6 separate regions of the Mus musculus genome follow, and regions 2, 3, 4, 5 and 6 are each linked to region 1. The links are chromatin contacts, called in public Hi-C, HiChIP or PLAC-seq and promoter capture Hi-C maps. All regions are on one chromosome and are shown on one strand. Each heading gives the region's core, a stretch centred on a gene start, on an enhancer-like site or on the middle of the called end of the contact. The rest is flanking DNA. Distances are from core to core; before and after follow the strand shown. Region 1 holds the start of Cela1 (chymotrypsin-like elastase family, member 1). Region 2 holds the start of Acvrl1 (activin A receptor, type II-like 1). Region 3 overlaps Atf1 (activating transcription factor 1). Region 4 has its middle 16 kb from the start of Gm41402. Region 5 holds the start of Fignl2 (fidgetin-like 2). Region 6 overlaps Scn8a (sodium channel, voltage-gated, type VIII, alpha).

What was found. Promoter capture Hi-C pulls out the DNA fragments that hold promoters and counts their contacts. Hi-C and Micro-C count contacts between places; a contact is called where the count stands out from the background. HiChIP or PLAC-seq counts read pairs in DNA pulled down with a chosen protein or histone mark.
Region 2: a contact with region 1 is called in a promoter capture Hi-C map of liver, with 2.0 times the contacts expected there. The contact joins the promoter of Acvrl1 here to the promoter of Cela1 in region 1. A contact is called at or near these places in 6 of 39 promoter capture datasets (the 3T3-L1 cell line, the C10 cell line, hippocampal neurons and 1 more), 1 of 484 Hi-C or Micro-C datasets (liver) and 1 of 115 datasets of contacts at active chromatin or transcription factors (bone marrow-derived macrophages).
Region 3: a contact with region 1 is called in an H3K27ac HiChIP or PLAC-seq map of embryonic stem cells, with 7 times the contacts expected there. The contact joins the enhancer-like site here to the promoter of Cela1 in region 1. A contact is called at or near these places in 5 of 39 promoter capture datasets (3T3-L1-derived adipocytes, frontonasal cranial neural crest, hippocampal neurons and 2 more), 1 of 484 Hi-C or Micro-C datasets (embryonic stem cells) and 1 of 115 datasets of contacts at active chromatin or transcription factors (embryonic stem cells).
Region 4: a contact with region 1 is called in a Hi-C map of liver, with 2.3 times the contacts expected there. The contact joins the enhancer-like site here to the promoter of Cela1 in region 1. A contact is called at or near these places in 6 of 39 promoter capture datasets (the 3T3-L1 cell line, the C10 cell line, embryonic stem cells and 2 more), 1 of 484 Hi-C or Micro-C datasets (liver) and 1 of 115 datasets of contacts at active chromatin or transcription factors (embryonic stem cells).
Region 5: a promoter capture Hi-C map of hippocampal neurons shows a contact between it and region 1, with 4 times the contacts expected there. The contact joins the promoter of Fignl2 here to the promoter of Cela1 in region 1. A contact is called at or near these places in 9 of 39 promoter capture datasets (the 3T3-L1 cell line, 3T3-L1-derived adipocytes, the C10 cell line and 5 more), 1 of 115 datasets of contacts at active chromatin or transcription factors (bone marrow-derived macrophages) and 3 of 9 other capture datasets (adipose tissue, embryonic stem cells and pancreatic islet).
Region 6: a contact with region 1 is called in a promoter capture Hi-C map of hippocampal neurons, with 3 times the contacts expected there. The contact joins the enhancer-like site here to the promoter of Cela1 in region 1. A contact is called at or near these places in 9 of 39 promoter capture datasets (the 3T3-L1 cell line, the C10 cell line, the HPC-7 cell line and 4 more), 1 of 115 datasets of contacts at active chromatin or transcription factors (microglia) and 1 of 9 other capture datasets (adipose tissue).

What each region holds. Positions count from the first base shown.
Region 1 is chr15:100,686,602-100,689,241 of GRCm38.p6, forward strand. Cela1 (chymotrypsin-like elastase family, member 1) reads right to left here and starts at 1,319. Exons shown (of 8, transcript NM_033612.2): 1 at 1,253-1,319; 2 at 524-606. The coding sequence starts at 1,292.
Region 2 is chr15:101,127,221-101,129,860 of GRCm38.p6, forward strand. It overlaps Acvrl1 (activin A receptor, type II-like 1), which reads left to right and starts at 1,302. Exons shown (of 11, transcript NM_001277257.1): 1 at 1,302-1,363; 2 at 1,707-1,843.
Region 3 is chr15:100,247,581-100,250,220 of GRCm38.p6, forward strand. The region is part of intron 3 of Atf1 (activating transcription factor 1); the gene reads left to right. Among named protein-coding and RNA genes, the nearest start is that of Atf1, 21 kb to the left of the region's middle. Within about 2 kb of position 1,316, at least 25 of the 459 cell types and tissues checked have an H3K27ac peak or open chromatin away from gene starts, as enhancers often do. A contact at or near this core is called in embryonic stem cells, where this site is marked.
Region 4 is chr15:101,085,747-101,088,386 of GRCm38.p6, forward strand. No RefSeq gene overlaps it. Among named protein-coding and RNA genes, the nearest start is that of Gm41402, 16 kb to the right of the region's middle. Within about 2 kb of position 1,340, at least 39 of the 459 cell types and tissues checked have an H3K27ac peak or open chromatin away from gene starts, as enhancers often do. A contact at or near this core is called in liver, where this site is marked.
Region 5 is chr15:101,053,081-101,055,720 of GRCm38.p6, forward strand. It overlaps Fignl2 (fidgetin-like 2), which reads right to left and starts at 1,319. Exons shown (of 1, transcript NM_001214911.2): 1 at 1-1,319. The coding sequence starts at 1,319.
Region 6 is chr15:101,004,325-101,006,964 of GRCm38.p6, forward strand. The region is part of intron 12 of Scn8a (sodium channel, voltage-gated, type VIII, alpha); the gene reads left to right. Among named protein-coding and RNA genes, the nearest start is that of Fignl2, 49 kb to the right of the region's middle. Within about 2 kb of position 1,332, at least 116 of the 459 cell types and tissues checked have an H3K27ac peak or open chromatin away from gene starts, as enhancers often do. A contact at or near this core is called in hippocampal neurons, where this site is marked.

The DNA of each region.
Region 1 (2,640 bases), core at 69-2,568:
AGAAGCTTGGGGAGTTCAGTGAGGCGGGTGAGGGGTTGGCACCAGCATGGTATGCAGCATACAGCGGAGCGGCAGAAACATGAAAGGCCACGCCACAAACATGGTGGAAGGTTAGCAACCTTCTGTGCTGTGGCAGTCTGGCACTTTGTCTGTGTCTCTGTGTCTCTGTGTCTCTCTCTGTGTGTGTCTCTCTCTCTCTCTATCTCTCTCTCTCTGTCTCTCTCTCTCTCTCTCTCTCTCTCTCTCTCTCTCTCTCTCTCTCTCACACACACACACACACACACACACACGTTTGAGAGTCTATGACCACAAGACTGGTATATAAATTCATCCCCCGCCCCCAATCATTTTGTATTTAGACTCCCACCTCAGTCTTGTTCCACACATGGTTAAAATCTAGAATTAGACAGCAAGTGAGCTGCCTGCTGGTAAAAACACATATACACCTAAAATACATTTTTGGGGGTGTGTGATGCACAGCATCTTTTGTTTGGGTAAAAGCCTGGGCTAGAGCAACACCCACCTGAGACGGCCAAGAGTTCCTCCGGGCTTCAGCCCCTCCAACCACGCGGGCGTCAGTTTCCGGAACGTCCTCGGTACTGTGTCCTTTGTGGGGCAGAGAGCGAGTGATGACTAAGCGTGGGTCTGGCCGGGTGGGGGGTGGGGCGAGGCAGCTACACTGTGAAGACTGTTAGCTTTGTCTGCAGATTTACTGCTCTCCCCCAAAACACTGAGGGGCCAGTTCTGAGTCATCTGTGCCCCTTTTGCTTCTTTTGAAAACAGTGCCTCAGAGTGCTTTCTTTTCCTCTGGGGTGTCTGAAGTGTCTGGGGTGTCATTTTCCCTTGCCATGAAAGTCCTGCCCAAACCACTAAGCTAGGGTCCACTGGTGCCTAGGCTCACCCCCACTCAAGGCCACCGCTCAGCTGAAGGAAACCCCTCCCGGGCTTCAGGAGGATTCTCCAGGAGCAGTGTGCATCCAATCAAGCAGTGTCTGGGCATCTTGCAGCCAAGAGGGCTGGTGGGGAACTCCCAAGGGGCTCCTTCTCTGCCTCTTGACTCAACCTCCTGCAAGGCCAGGCAGTGCGCCTCAGCGCCTGTCCTTTGCTCAAGGAGAGTAAGGCTTTTGCTAGGCTGACAGACACAGCTTTCTGCCTTCCTCTGAGATAGAAAGCCAGCCAGGGCGTAGAGACTTTATGATCCTCCCTGCTCAAGTCCACCTCCCTCAGAACTTGGGCCAAATGATCCACTTACCACACAGGACCAGGGAAGCAAACACCAGGAAGCGCAACATGTTGTGGAGAGAGTAGACCACTGTCCCCTTGCCATGAACCGAGCCCTCTTTATACGCCTCTTATCAGCAGCTTTGCTGACCTTCCTCCTGCCAGCTGGGCAGGGCCATGGGTAGAAGGCAGGGAAAAGCGCAGGTGACATGAAAGTACAAATGAACAAAATTTTAAGTCAACTCATTTATCTGATATTCAAAGACAGAACAAGGACGGCATCCACTTAACCCAAGTCAACTGAGTTGACCTCAGTTGAGACGCAGCCTGCAAATCCTTAGCGGGCTTTCGAGATGGCTGAGAGGGTGAAGCCGTTTGCCACCAAGCTGACCACCTACGTTCAATCCTCGCAACTCACATGGTGGAAGAGTGGATGGATTCCTGCGAGTTGTCCCCTGCTTGCCACACGCATGCCCTCATGCACACATGGACACACCACAAACACATAGATAGGTAAACACAATAATAAAAAATTCAAAATGGGACTGGAGAGATGGCTCAGAGGTTAAGAGCACTGACTGCTTGCTCTTCCAGAGGTCCTGAGTTCAATTCCCAGCAACCACATGGTGGCTCACAACCATCTGTAATGGGATCTGATGCCCTCTTCTGGTGCATCTGAAGTCAGCTACAGTGTACTTACATAAAATAAATAAATCTTTTTTTTTTTTTTTTAATTCAAGATGAAGAATGAGGATTGCTTTTTTTGGTCATATGTGCCCCGTGTTGTCCGAATCTCTCCCATCACCCACCACTGTCCCACTGTCCACTGTGGCACTATACATACAGAGACCTGTCCTGTGCACGTAGGGATTGGGGTTTGGGGAGCAGGTGAGGCATGGCACCTTCTCTATGTCCAAAGAGGGAGATGGGTTTGTCCACAGCACAGAGATGTAGGCTGAAACCCAGGAACAGAGCGAAGATGATGCTATGAAGAGGAAACAGGTCTGGAAAGGTTCCAGAGGGAAGCTACTCTCAGGGCAAGAGCATGTGAGCAGGAGGGCTGAGAGCACAGCAGGGGAAGGACCAGCAGAAGAAGGAGGTCAGAGGGTGGTATGCCCCAGAGAGTATAGAGGGCCATGAGCGGGGCACAAGATGGCCGGCCTCAGAGCAGAGGACTGTGGGAACAGTAGCTCAGAAGCTGCCAGGCTTCCCCGGGACCCTAGTTACCTTTGAACCGGAGTCCAGGTTTTGGGGCTGCAGGGTTGGGAGAGGCTGGGGAAAAGGCTTATAGGAAATCTGTCCCCTGAGCCTTCAGGAGAGTCAATGCCCAGGTAACTTGAGTGGCTCCATCTGCAGCTCACCTTCAAGCATCCAGAAACAGAGGTGATCTCAGGGAGAGGGATGAGCTGGCTGGGGAAA
Region 2 (2,640 bases), core at 52-2,551, 440 kb after region 1:
ACAGAAACTCTTCAGTCCCCACTGACCCCCTCAGCCACTTCCCAGCTCCTGACCTTACCCATGGTCCCCTATCTGCCCCTTCCCAAGGAGGCGGACCTTAGACTTGGGCTGCAGAGGTCCCATGGGTCCTGTCCCACTCAAGACAGAGAGCCGCCGGCTGGAGAATGAAAGGCTTACCGGAAGCCATGGCATGTGGGAGGAAGAGTGGGTGTGAAGATGGTCATGTATCCAAGCTCCCTGTTCTATAGAGTGTAACAAAGCGACCACCACAATCTGGAAAAGCAGATACTGTAATCCATAGTACTGCAAGACATGGTCTGTCCTGACCCTGAAATTTGGTTGAGCCGGGGCTCTGGAAGGTCATGGGGCTCACAATTCAAGAAGCTGCTAGCATGTGGAGCTCAGCAGAGGAAGTAAGACCAGTGGGAGCCTCCCGCCTTTCTCTCCCCCAGCCTCTATCCTTGCCAAAGGATAGGGCACCTCTGTCCCATCTTGCAAAATCTACATGACAGGCATGACACCTTAGAGATTGCTTCTGTGTTCTCCCACTGGGCTAGGGCCACCCCTTCCCTAGCCTTCTCAAATATTAGCCGACAAACTCCTTCCTTGAGGAACTTAGATAGGCACCATCTTTTACCGTTTGAAAGATGGAACACTATGCTCATTAGTAGCGGGGGGGGGGGGGGGGGGTTGAAGCCCCTGGAGGTGTTAGTGGGGTCACAGCAACTAGCCTGGATTCCCAGCTGGTGGAACTACTTCAAGGTCCCCCACAAGGATATTCACAAGGCTAAGAGTAAAACTCAAGTCCTGCCCAGGAAAGCATAGATTTTCACCCAGTCCCAGCCTGTACTGCCGATCAGGAAGAGGAAGAGTGTCCTGTCTTCCCCATCCCGAGCCCTCTGCCCAACTCCCCAGCCGCAGGTCCCAGCCTCACAAGGTTCCATGCCCCAAATTCTAAAGCTCCCCATCTGGTAGTTGTGCCCCGCCCCCATCCCGTGGTTGGGGTCCCAGCCCGGCTAGACAAAAAGGACACGGCTGAACAGAAAAGACAAGGTGGCCTTTCCCTCTATTCTGGCCACCCCTGACCTGAGGGAGAGGAACAACTAACTGTCAAGCCTTGAGGTGCACAGACCAGACTGACTCAGAACGGACCTATCTAGGTTTCTTTAGCCCGAGGCTGAGCGTTGATGGCCAGCACTGTGGACAACGGAAGGGAACAAAAGTATTAAGGGTGAAGGGCTGGAATTTGGAGGCAAAAAGATTTAAGCCAACTGGAGAATCCAAAGGGCGGAGCCAACTCTGGAGCAGACACTCCCAGCCCAAACTCAGCTTTCTTAGCGCTGTTCCTTAGGAGTGAGCACAGGTAAGTTGGCTGCTACCTCACGCGGGTCCCTCCCTGAAGCCCTCACGAATCTAGATTTCTGCCTCTGGGTGCAGGCTACCCTCTCCTGGCCTAGAGCGACGCTTCCGCAGCTAGCTCAGTCCCTACGTTCCTACCCAGGACGCACGGGACCCCAATGCCTGGGTTCGAAGCCTGTCCCTTCGTGGCAGGGAGGGGCTGGGGTGGTCGCACTCGGTCTGCAGCCCTCTAGAGCCGAGCCCTGCTGCTGGGAGGCGTACTGGGCAATAGGAAACGAGTTATTAGGAGGGAGTGGTGGAGCCGGGCCAGGCAGGAAGAAGCTAGAATAAGAAACATTTTGCTCCAGCCCCTTCCCAGTCCCCGGAGGCCGCCGCGCCAGCCGCGCAGATCGAGACCTTTCCCGGCCCCACAGGCCGGCTCTGGACGTGAGACCCCGGCCGCCTCCGGCAAGGAGAGGCGGGGGTCGAGTCGCCCTGTCCAAAGGTGAGTCGGAGTGCCGCTGGGCCGGGCAGGGAGACCTGTCCCTGGTCTCAGGGGGACCCTTCTTTATGTGGATCTCAAAGACCTCTCAGACGGCGCGTGGCAGGGTCAGTTTTAGCCGGGCAAGACAGTCAGCAGTCCCCTGGTTGTGGACACACACCTCCCTGCTACCCCGACCTGAGCGTGGAAGGGGGCGGGTCGAGCACGGATGGGGAATCAAAAAACTTTTTTTGCTAGGTATCCTGAGGCCTTTAGCTTCTCTTCCCTGCCGAGATTAACTCTTCTACCCTTATCTATAAAGGTAAAACGGGACTGAAAGATTCTTCCCTCCTGAGCTCCAGGGTGCTCTGTTGACATAGGAGCGACTTCCCTTGCGGAACCTCCTCATAGAGACCACTTAACCTGGCACCCCAATCCTTATCTCTATAGGGTCACAGAATTCCCCTGCCGTGGGTGTCCTTGACATTCCCCTTTAGGGACTCCTGGCCCTCCCCCAGGCTGAGATCCAGGCAGTCAGTCAGCCCTGCAGAGAACAGCTCTGCTTTCTTAGGTCTTCCTTTGAAGGACACATTCCCCTGCTCACGAGCAACTTCTGGATGAGTTCGGCCCCCTCTCTGACCCTCCAGGGTCAGTCTGTCTAGGGGGTCTGTCTAGGGTCTTTCCTCTCTGGATCCTCACCACTCTAGCTGGCCCCCCACCTGTCTTCACAATTATCCTTCTTTGTTGTGGGTGGTTTTGCTCACACAGCCTATCAGATGGGAGATAACTGTGCCCAGCTTGTGGAAGAGAGGTCAGCTTCA
Region 3 (2,640 bases), core at 66-2,565, 440 kb before region 1:
AGAATTAACAGAAAAATCCAACAGCACAAAGTAGCAAAAACCCCAGCCGCAGAAGTCTGTCAGTTAAAGACGATATGGAGCTAGGTACTCGGAATTTTGATTGAATCAACAGTGGACAGGTGTGTTGTTATCTTTGTGTAGTTTTGAAAGGGTTTGTTTTCTATAGTTTTGATTGTGTGCATGTGTTAGGGTGTGTGCATGAGTACAGTGCCCACAGAGGCTGGAAGAGGCTTACATGCCCTGGAGCTGGTGCTTATGAGTTGCCCGACAAGGGCACTGAAAAACAAACGCAGGTCCTCTGCAAAAGTGATCTTAACCACTGGGCCATCCCTAGGCTGCAATAACTGCCATCTTTAATGCCATTTTAAATAGGAAAGATTGATTTGGTTCCATTTGACTGGTTTGGCTCCATTGGTTTTGTGCCTGTGTAAAGTCTATGTTCATCGGGAGCGTGTTGTAGGATGAGACCCTCATAGTACACAACATAGCAAAGGGGCTGCATCCTAGCGCTCTGCCTACGGGCCTTCCCCAGTTCCTTCATTCCCTGCTCTGGGCTCCAAAGCACAAGTTTACAATGGAACCTGATGTAATTAACACACGGTGCTTCAGAGGATATCACCCTTTTGTTTTAACAAATCAACAATTGTGTGTGGGGAACCCTAAAGAATTCAACTGAAAGCTAAAAAAGCTAAAAGAAATAATGTATTAGCAGACAGCAACAGATGTAGTATAAGCTCCCTAAAGAACCCAGATCATGAAATTAGCAGGGACTCTATGTCTGGTTTAAATCAGGAAAGATACAGAGACCCTACCACTGGAACAGAAGACTGGGAGGACTTTGAAAATGAACAAACCTAGAAAGATAGGTAGGTCCTTTACAACAGTTTAGATGTGATTGAAGAATGGGGGAATCAGAGAATCCAAGTAAACTACCCAGGATGAGCACAAAGGTAAATAGGAGGAAGGAGAGGATGGGAGGCGTGCGTCTATGCGTCTACATGAGCTACATCTTGTCCACTGGCCAGCACACTAGGCGGCTGTTGCTGAGCTAGCTGTGCTCCCAGCCCAGATAAGTGTTAGATTTTAAAAAGCTTCCAAAAGTGAGAAAGTATTTAGAAAGGAATGACTGTTAAGCTAACAACAGATGTTTTGAACAGTACCATTAGACATTAATGGACTGAGATCTACCTTTCAGCCTAGAATTCTGTACTTAGGAATGTACCCCAGTTGTGGTTTGAATATGCATGGCCCTGGGAGCTACACTATTAGCATGTGTGGCCTTGTTTGTGTAGGTGTGGCCTTGATGGAGGAAGTCTGTCACTGTGGGATGGGCTTTGAGACCTTCCTCTTAGCTTCCTGGAAGTCAGTCTTCCAGCTACCTTCGGAACAAGGGCTCTTAGCCCCTCTAGAGCCATAATAATGGATTAAATTTCTGTACCTGTAAAGCCAACCCCAATTTAATGTTGTTCTTACAAGAGTTGCCTTGGTCATGGTGTCTTCACGACAGCGAAACCCTAACTAGGATACCAGTGGTTAATGTCATTACTAAGACTTGCCTAGCATGTGCAAGACCTGGGGTTTGGTGTCCCTGTGCTTCCCCAAAAGATGAGTGTTTACTTGTTACTGTCGGCTTCTTACAACAATAACAACGACTCATTTGGTGGCTTGATAACAAAATAGGGAACTGGGGACATATGTCAACGTAGAGCATTTATCTGTATGTACCAAGGCCCTGGGTTTGATCCCCAGTGCCACAGAAGGGAAAGAAATAAGAGAACCTAGCACAGGGAATGACAGCACCCAAGTGTAGGACAGGAGTTAATCTGAAGTAGTATGTTGTACCATTACCATCTATTGATTCCTGGTATGAAGCGAGCGCATAGATATTCTATGTTCTGATGTTTATACTCTGAGTGTTTAATAGTTTGACATTGAGAATGGAATGAGCACTGCATTCTGGGATATGGCATGCATGTGACTGTCAGAGGACACCTGCAGGCTGACGGTTCTCCATTAACCATGTGGATTCCTGGTTTAGACTCCAGTCGTCAGGCTTGGCAACCCGGGCCATCCAGCCACCCTGGCCTTGAACTCTGAGAAGTGTGGCTTCTCTTCCATGATGGCTATAGTATTGGAAGTTGGAAAGGCCCTTTGTTCTTTGAGTGAAAGACCCTTGAGAACAGCCATCTTTCCTGCCGAGGAAGGACACTTTATAGCTGTCCAAGGGCCTTGCACCTCCGGAGGTGCTCCGGTCTGTTCCTCTTCAGTGTGTGACTGACATAAAATGTAGCTAGCCTCAAGAATATCATAATGATAAGCGCTAAACAAAAGGACTCCCCAACCCCCAAGGCTTAACGGTATGGCTTGGGGCTCTATAGATACCTGTGCTACTTATTTTTGGTTTTTTGAAACAGGGTTTCACTGTGTATCTCTGATTGGCATGGAACTTCACAGATCCGCCTGTCTCTGCCTCTGGGATTAAGGGTGTGCACCACCAAGTGCAGGTTGATTATTGTAAACATCTCAAACAGTCAACAGATACTAAACTCCATGTCCCAATGTTATGTGTGTTTGTGGTCTCTCTTTCTATACAAAAACAAGCAAAAAAAGGAAGTTATGTGGAGGTTGTGTGCACGCCTT
Region 4 (2,640 bases), core at 90-2,589, 400 kb after region 1:
AGAAGAGGGCGTCAGATCCTGTTACAGATGGTTGTGAGCCTCCGTGTAGTTGCTGGGAATTGAACTCAGGACCTCTGGAAGAGCAGTCAGTGCTCTGAACTGCTGAACCATCTCCCCAGCCCTGCATGACTACTTTATATTTATTGGAAAGGAAAGCCAATTAAACTGACTAGGATTCCATATTGCTTATTGAAAAGACTTTTAAAAATAAATGCAAACACCCATTGCTGGACCCTGTGAGCTGCCTTGCCAGTGAGCCTTCTCTCCAGCCCAGCCCACTTCAGCTCCATCCATAAGTGCATTTGAAAACAGGCTCCTCACTTTGTAAAACATTATTTATTTATTTATTTATTTATTTATTTATTTATTTATTTGTTTGAGTGGGTACACGTTCATGGCATAGTTCAGAGGGTAAATTTTGAGAGTCTGTTCTTCCCTGCAGAGTAAGCCCTGGGAGTCCAACTCAAGTTACCAGACTTAGCAGCAATCACCTTTACCCACTGAGCCAGTTCAGCTGCCCTTGTGTGTGTGTGTGCACGCGCATCTAGGTGTTTTGCCTTATTATACTCTGTATACCACATTCACAATGTGCCTGGGCAGGCCAGAAGAGGGTCCTCTAATCCCTTGGGATTGGGATTTCAGACAGCTATGAGCCACCATGGAGATGCTGGGCTTCAAACCCAGTGCCTCATAAGAACTGAACCATCCCTCCAGCCTCCTGCCTCTTTTTTTTCCCCTCTTTGAGGCAGGGCGTTACTGTGCTGTGCAGACCCTGAGCTCACACTAGTCCAGGACGAACTTGTGACTGTCCTGCTCCAGTGCCCCACACAGCAGGGATTGCAGTCCCGTGCCACCAGGTCAGGCTTGCAAATACATCTCTGACATCAGTCACTTTAGCTCGCCTATAACACGGAGGATGTGGATAAAATGAAAGTTCTCTTAAAACTGTATCCCATTCAGGAAGGAGCCGTTCTCTCTTGTGCTTAGTGAGTGTTGTTCTGAGCTTCGTCTCCCCAAACCAAAAAGAATTAAGTAAGAGGAAAAAGCTTTCTCATGTTCGGAGTCTGGTTCCTGGAATCATTTTTAAACTCTGTACTGCTGGCGCCCGACTTTTGTGCAGATCCCCTGAACCCTCGAGAAGACGGATGAAATTTGTGATCGGACATCTCCGAAGTGCACTGTACAATATAAACTGCCCATTGCTGGGTAAAAAGTTGTCCCAAACTTAACAGTTTTGACAGCAAACATTTTATTCTCTAAGGGGCAGGAGCACAGGAGTCTTAACTGCCTGGTTCTGGCTCATCATGGCCTCTTGTGAAACTGTACACAAGTTGTCCTGCCCGGTGCTGGAGAATCTCCAAGGTCATTCCTGTGGCTGGTGGCAGACCTCAGTTCCCTGTTGGCACTGGCTGGGTGCCCGAGGTTCTCACAGTTTCTACAGAACTGTTTCCTCATGATGGAAATCCTGGCCCCATTCAAAAGGTTGATGCTGAGTCAGGACTAAGACATCACAGTTAGTAACTGTCCTTTGAGACATCAGGAACGCCAGGAAAGTCTGAGGGGTTTTATTGCTGCAACAAACCACCATAACCAAAAAGCAAGCTGGAAAGGCTAGGGGTTCTTGGCTTATATTTCTACAGCACTATTCATCACCAAAGGAGGGCAGGACAGGAACACAAAGAGGGCAGGAACATGGAGGCAGGAGCCGATGCAGAGGCCATGGAGCGATGCTGCTTATGGGTTGCTTGTAATGGCTTGCTCAGCCTGCTTTCTTTTTATTTTATTTTATTTATGTATTTATTCATTTGTTTGTAGAACCCAGAACCCAAGGAAAAGGCTGGGACCTTCCACCTAAATCACTAATTAAGAAAAAGCCCCACATTTGGACCCTATGGAGACGTATTCTCAATTGGCATTCCCTTCTCTCTGATAATTCCAGCTTGTGTCAAGTTGACAGAAGACTAGCCAGCACAGCTACCAAGTTCACACATACAGGAAGGGTCGCTGACTCATGGGGTCGTCTAGATGACATATTAAGATGCCACTGAATGTAAGATATACAACAATTTTTAAAGTGCTAAAAAGGAAACCAGGTGTGGTTGCCCACACCACAGGACACAGAGGGCTGTTGCAGGAGGATTGCCACAAGTTTGCTGACAGGCTAGGCTACAAAGGAGTTCCAAGCTAGCTTTGGCTGTAGAATAAGACCTTGTCTTAGAACAAATAAAGAAAAACATGTGCTGGAATGTAAAGCTGAGAGTTGGTGAGACGGCGTGTCCCAGAAGCCTGGAGCATCCGGGTTCCCAGGTCTATCTTTGTGCTCTGACACCGTCTCTGGGTGGTTCCTCTGAGGGTCACTGTGTTAGCCAATTTTTATCATCATGACAAAATCTCAGAGACAAATGATTGAGAGGAAGAAAGATTCATTTGGGTTCCTAATTTCAGAGCCTCCGTGGTAACTCAGCTATGGTAACTCGGCTGGGTCGTTTCTAGGTGAGTTACAGTGAGGAAAAGCACGACTGTGTGTGCTGAAGCTTTACTTCACAGGCAGTGAGAGTCAGGAGGAGGCCAGGGCCAGGGCATATCCCCAGTGGCCTGTCTCCTCTACTTTGTAAAACCTCTTCAGCTATGGTCAGGGTT
Region 5 (2,640 bases), core at 69-2,568, 370 kb after region 1:
AGGCAGCGCCCCAGCAGCGCCTTACCGCAGCCGCGGGGCCCGAAGAACAGCACGGTCCGCGGCGGGAGCGCGCTGCCGGGACAGGCGGGCGGCCTCAGCAAGGGCCAAAGCAGCTCCTCCTCTAGGGCCGCCTTGAGCGCGCCCTGGCCCGCCACATCCGCCCACTGCACTGGGGGCCCGCAGTCTACCATCTTGCTGCTCACCAGCTCCAGCGCCCCCGGGTCCACGCCCTTGGCGGGCTCCCCCGACGGCTCCGCGAAGCCTCCGTGGGCGGCCGGGACCCGCTCCGGGAACTTGTCAAAGGGCTCGAGCTGCGGCGCGTAGGCGGGGGAGCCCAGGACCTTGAGAGGGCCGCCGCCGCCGTACTTGCCGGTCCCATCCTCCGTCGCCCCGGGTGGCTTCGAACGGAACCCGTTGCCCCGACACTCGGTGTCGTCCGCGGCGGGGTAGGAGGCGCCGTCGGCCGCGGGGGCCTTGGCCGGCTCGTAAGCGTACTTGCGGTAGCGGGCTTCCGCGCCCTCGTCCACCGCCTTGCGCTTCAGCGACACGCCCTCGGCGGCCGCGGGGAAGCCGTAGGGCGCGGGCCGGGGTGGCGCGGGCGCGGGCAGGGGCGTGGGCGCCGCCAGCCCGGAGGGCAAGTAGGGCGCGGGCGGCGCGGCGGGCGGCGGGAGCGCCCCGTAGCCGGGCTGCGCCGCGTAGCCGGCCGCCGGGTAGTTGTAGAGCGGCGCCGAGGGGCCGTAGCCGGGCGGCGGCGCTGGCTGCAGCAGCGCGGGCGGGGGCGGCGGGGCGAGCGCGGCGCTCGTTTGCGCGCAGTAGCCGGACGCCAGGTACCCGCCTCCGTAGCCCGCCGCGTACTCAGTGGCCGCCGACGGTCCCCCGCACGCGTTGCCCGTGTACAGCGGCTCAGTCAGGTTGCCAGCTACTACCGGGGAGCCCCCGAGGCCGGCGGAGCCACCCGCGCCAGCCGCCTTGGCTCCCGGGAGGCCTTCGTGGAGCGAGGCTAGAGGGTAAGGTGGCTCTGGCCCGGGCCAGGGCTCCGGGTCCCCTTTGGCACCGTTGAGGAAGGCGGCGTCACCGTAGCTGCCCAGGCCCGGGCGCTCGTAGTCCAGGACTCCGGAGTACTTCTCGGCGTAGCGCTTGAGGAGGTTGGAGGCTGTGAGGGCGGAAATGTCGTCGTGTGCCCAAGCGTAGTGGCAGCGCTGGCGACCCCCTGGAGGCAACTCCAACTTGTGAGCCGGCGACGGAGTGGTGGAGGAGACGTCCAGGTGCTGCTCTGGCCACTGGTTTAGGGGCTGGGCGTGTTCCGGTGTCCAGTGCATCTTCAACAGAGCTGCAGGCGAGAAGAACAGCGGCTGGTCAGCTCCTGCAGTGGCTCTAGGGACCCACTGACAGCTTGGTTAGCCAATGACAGGCTACCCGAGACCCTTTAGACCTAGAGTTAGTTTTTTAAAATAGTTTGCTGTACTCCAAGAGGAATGCAGAAATGCCATAGTAAACCTTCACTCCCGGCAAGTTACCCTGACCACACCGGCTATGCCCCTCCATGGACCAGATCGAGGGAAGGGCCAGACCATGTGAGGCTCACCCGTAGCAGACACTTGCTGTTCGCTCACTATGGGCCAGCCACTGCAGCGTATCAAGGTTTGTAAAGATTAGTGCAGCCTGTCCAGAGCTGCTGGATATGAGGCCCAACAGGTTGACATCCTACTCTGTCCACCTTGGCGTTCCCTTGAGATTCAAAGGTCCACCATAGGCCCTGGGATGTGAGCGTACCCATCAGCCCTGGAAACCACAGTGGCTAGCCCAGCAACCTTATTTCCTTGCGGTTTGATTTCTTCCGGCCTTTGGCTAAAGCTCAATCTTCAGGTCATACCCCTCCCCGCCCCAACCCACTCAAATTTATATTATGATTCGTAACAGTAGCCAAATTAGAGTTATGGAGTAGCAACAAAAATAATTTTGTGGTTGAGAATTACCATAACATGAGCAACTATATTTAAGGTTGCAGCATTAGGAAGATTGAGAACCACTGGCCTAAAGAAACTAGAACCTGGGAGCTGGAGAGATGGCTCAGTGGGTAAGAGCACCGACTGCTCTTCCAGAGGTCCTGAGTTCAATTCCCAGCAACCACATGGTGGTTCACAACTGTCTGTAATGGGGACTGGTGCCCTTTTCTAGTGTGTCTGAAGACAGCTACAGTGTACTCATACACATTAAATAAATAATAAATAATTTAAAACAAAAAACTAGAACCTGACCGAATGCTGTTTGTTTGCCTGCTACCTGCTCCATCCAAAATGACTCTTATCACCTTACAAACATTATTTGGGATGAACAGATGGTGTGCTGAGGTATGTGAGATAGTACGAGCATGCAGATCATGTCAAGTGCATCACAGGGCTGGTAAAGTACCTGCCTCATCTCATGCTCGGGGACCCGGGTTCTATCACCCGAGGGGTTAAAGATGAACCCTACTTTGTTCTGAGCTCCCCAGTCACCAAATGAAGAGGGAGCTGTGGTCAGACTCATTTCACAAAACACCCTTACTCAAAGGGAGCAAAACTATTTGTGGTGTGGGGATCCTAGAGCCAATCTGTGAGATACCACCTCTGGACCATGAAGAGGGTAAATGTTCCCAGG
Region 6 (2,640 bases), core at 82-2,581, 320 kb after region 1:
ACCCTCCAGTCCTGTACTTTGTCTTGTCTCCTTTAATTGAAGCTGAGGAGCTGGGACTGCTATAAGCAAAGAGCAGTGAATGGCTGCAACTGAGTAATGTGAGCAGATTAAAGACATTAACAAAGAGCCACTGGTTTTAACCACAGCCCCTGGCTCTAGTTACTGCTTGCTACATTAAGAGCATTAAATGAATAATTATCCTGCTTCCAAGACTTGCAATTGGAAAGGTCTGATGTCATTTTAATCCAAAGATTTAAATAATTGCTTTTGAAGCCAAGAAACAGGCTCTTGCCTACCTAAAGGTTTAGGTACCGTAGTGGAGAATTCTAGAATTGGTTCTTAAGAAGAAAAGCCTCTCTGCCCCTCCCTACCTGATCCTGTATAAAACTCACTCAGCAGTGTCCTGTAAACTGACAAATCCCCAGCTAGCAGAGCCATGAGCTCTGGGATGTGTCAGCACTGGGTCGGATGTAGGCCTGCGAGTGCAGCCTCACTGTTCCTCAGAGCAGTGAAGAACACTGAGGAAGAGAGCTTGGAGGAGGCAGTGCTTTTAGTGCTGCAGTGTGACAGTTCTGATTCCCTGGGGAGGAATGGTCATGGCCATTGCTGCCCCTCGAGCAGCCATCTAGTCCCTGCTGCTGAAAACTGCCCAGGCAGTGGGCACTCTTTCCTGCGCAGCCAAAAACTGCTGGAAGTTTTTGAGTTGAGGAAAACTCTTGCCATAAACCTTTTGGTCCCTCAAAGTCACTGTCGTGGTGGACTGAGGGTGCACGTTGGAAACAGTCTCCAGTATTCCTGGGACTGACTCATAGGGCAACCCTTCAAAAATGCCCAGAAGAAAGGCAGGAGAAAGACCACAAACTCCAGACACTCACCCCCTTATCTCAGCTCATTCCTGGAACACTTTGCCACGGAGGCCTGTGGGGCTGGCCGGTAACAGCAGAGAACCCGTAAAAACATCAGATACAATGTATATCTGCTGTTCCTGTCACTAGGGAATCTGAGGCGGGAAGATCCAATGTACCCATGAGATAACATAATGAGATCCCCATCTCCAAAAAAACTGATACAAAGAAACTAACAAGCCTTCATTGAGCCAAGGATCCATGAAACCAAGTATCCACTGAGACAAGGACCCACTGAGACAAGGACCTTCACCTCCCACCCTCACTGTGCTCTCTATGGCACTGACCCACTGGGGCTTTCCTCAGCTCACCGATGTAGCTAGGGACCGGAAACAGCCTGTAGGGATCCTCTAGGTGGCCCAAAGGTAGAGAACCCCTTTACTGTCTGCTAAGACATGGAGACAAGTGCAGCGTACGTAAGGTGCGGCAGTCATGTCATCTCTCAGATGTGAACAGTCAGGGCTTCACCTTCCCCAGCAGAACCACTAAGCTGCAGACATTGCGAGAAGGGAGGAGATAAAAAAGGAACGGAACCGAATTTCCAAATATGCACTGTAAGAATTTATGGAAATCAGAGAACCTTTTCGTTTTTCTTTTTCAGGGATGAAAACTAAATTTACCTTGGGAAAGGGGGGAGTTCTGCGGGAAGGAGGCTGAGGCAAATTCTCTTCACAGACTTCTTTTCCCACGCAGACTCCCACGTGGCTCTCACTGGGGCCCTTCAGTCTGAAAACCAAGGCAACCATTTTCTTAGCAACCAGGGAGCCAGTCTGATACCCAACCAAACCACCCCTCCCTAAAATAAAGTCATTGCCATGGGCCACACCAGCTGGCTGGAGAAGGGGAAGCAAGCCGGTTGACACCCCCTTCTAGAGGAAGCATTGGAAATTTTTGTGTATTTTGTTTTTATTTGTTTGCTTACTTGATTGATGGTGGGGTTTGCTTTTATAGAAATCAGGGCTTATTATGCAATCCAAACTAGTGCAGTCATTTAGCCCAGGCTGGCCTCAAATTAATAATTAGTCTCCTGTATGTTCGGTTTATAGGCGTGCCCAGCTTTGGGGAGGATTTCATTTTTATTTTATTGGTGTCACTGGGGTTGAAGTCCTGTGAACCTGTGATATATATCTCTCTCTCTCTCTATATATATATATATAGAGAGAGAGAGAGAGAGAGTTTATCATAGGGAGGGGAGTTAAGAGGGTAATAAAGGCAAATAAAGGCAGAGAGAGAGTAGAGAAGTAGAAGAATAGAGGCTGGCCATGAGCATGGGGGGGGGGGGGGCGGGGAATGGGGAAGGAGCAAGGGGACAGAGAGGGAGCAAGAAGCCAAGAGACCAAGAGAAGGAACAAGAGAGCAAGTTCAGGTTCTTGAAGAACATCTTCACTAGATGAGGAACTGTTTCATTTCCTGTAACTTGAGGAGGGTCTTGCAGTCCGAGCGATCAACACACGGAGGTTGGAGTGGCCACAAGCTAAGCAGCTCTCTGCCTTAGCTATCTAATCATTCTTTTTATTTTGGCTTCCTACATAATCAGAGAGACCCTTTATTCAGTGTCTGTTCCGTGCTGAGAGTCCCACAGTTCTGGGGACGGACCTGCGTGGCTCTAGGGAGGGAGCCTGGGAAGGAGGGCGTGTCTTGGACCGGGCTGTAAGCTCCTCCCCTCACAGTCAGCCAGAGCAGTTCCCGGCTGACCTGTATGTAGGGGCCACGTGAGGCGGTTGAAAAGCTAGGT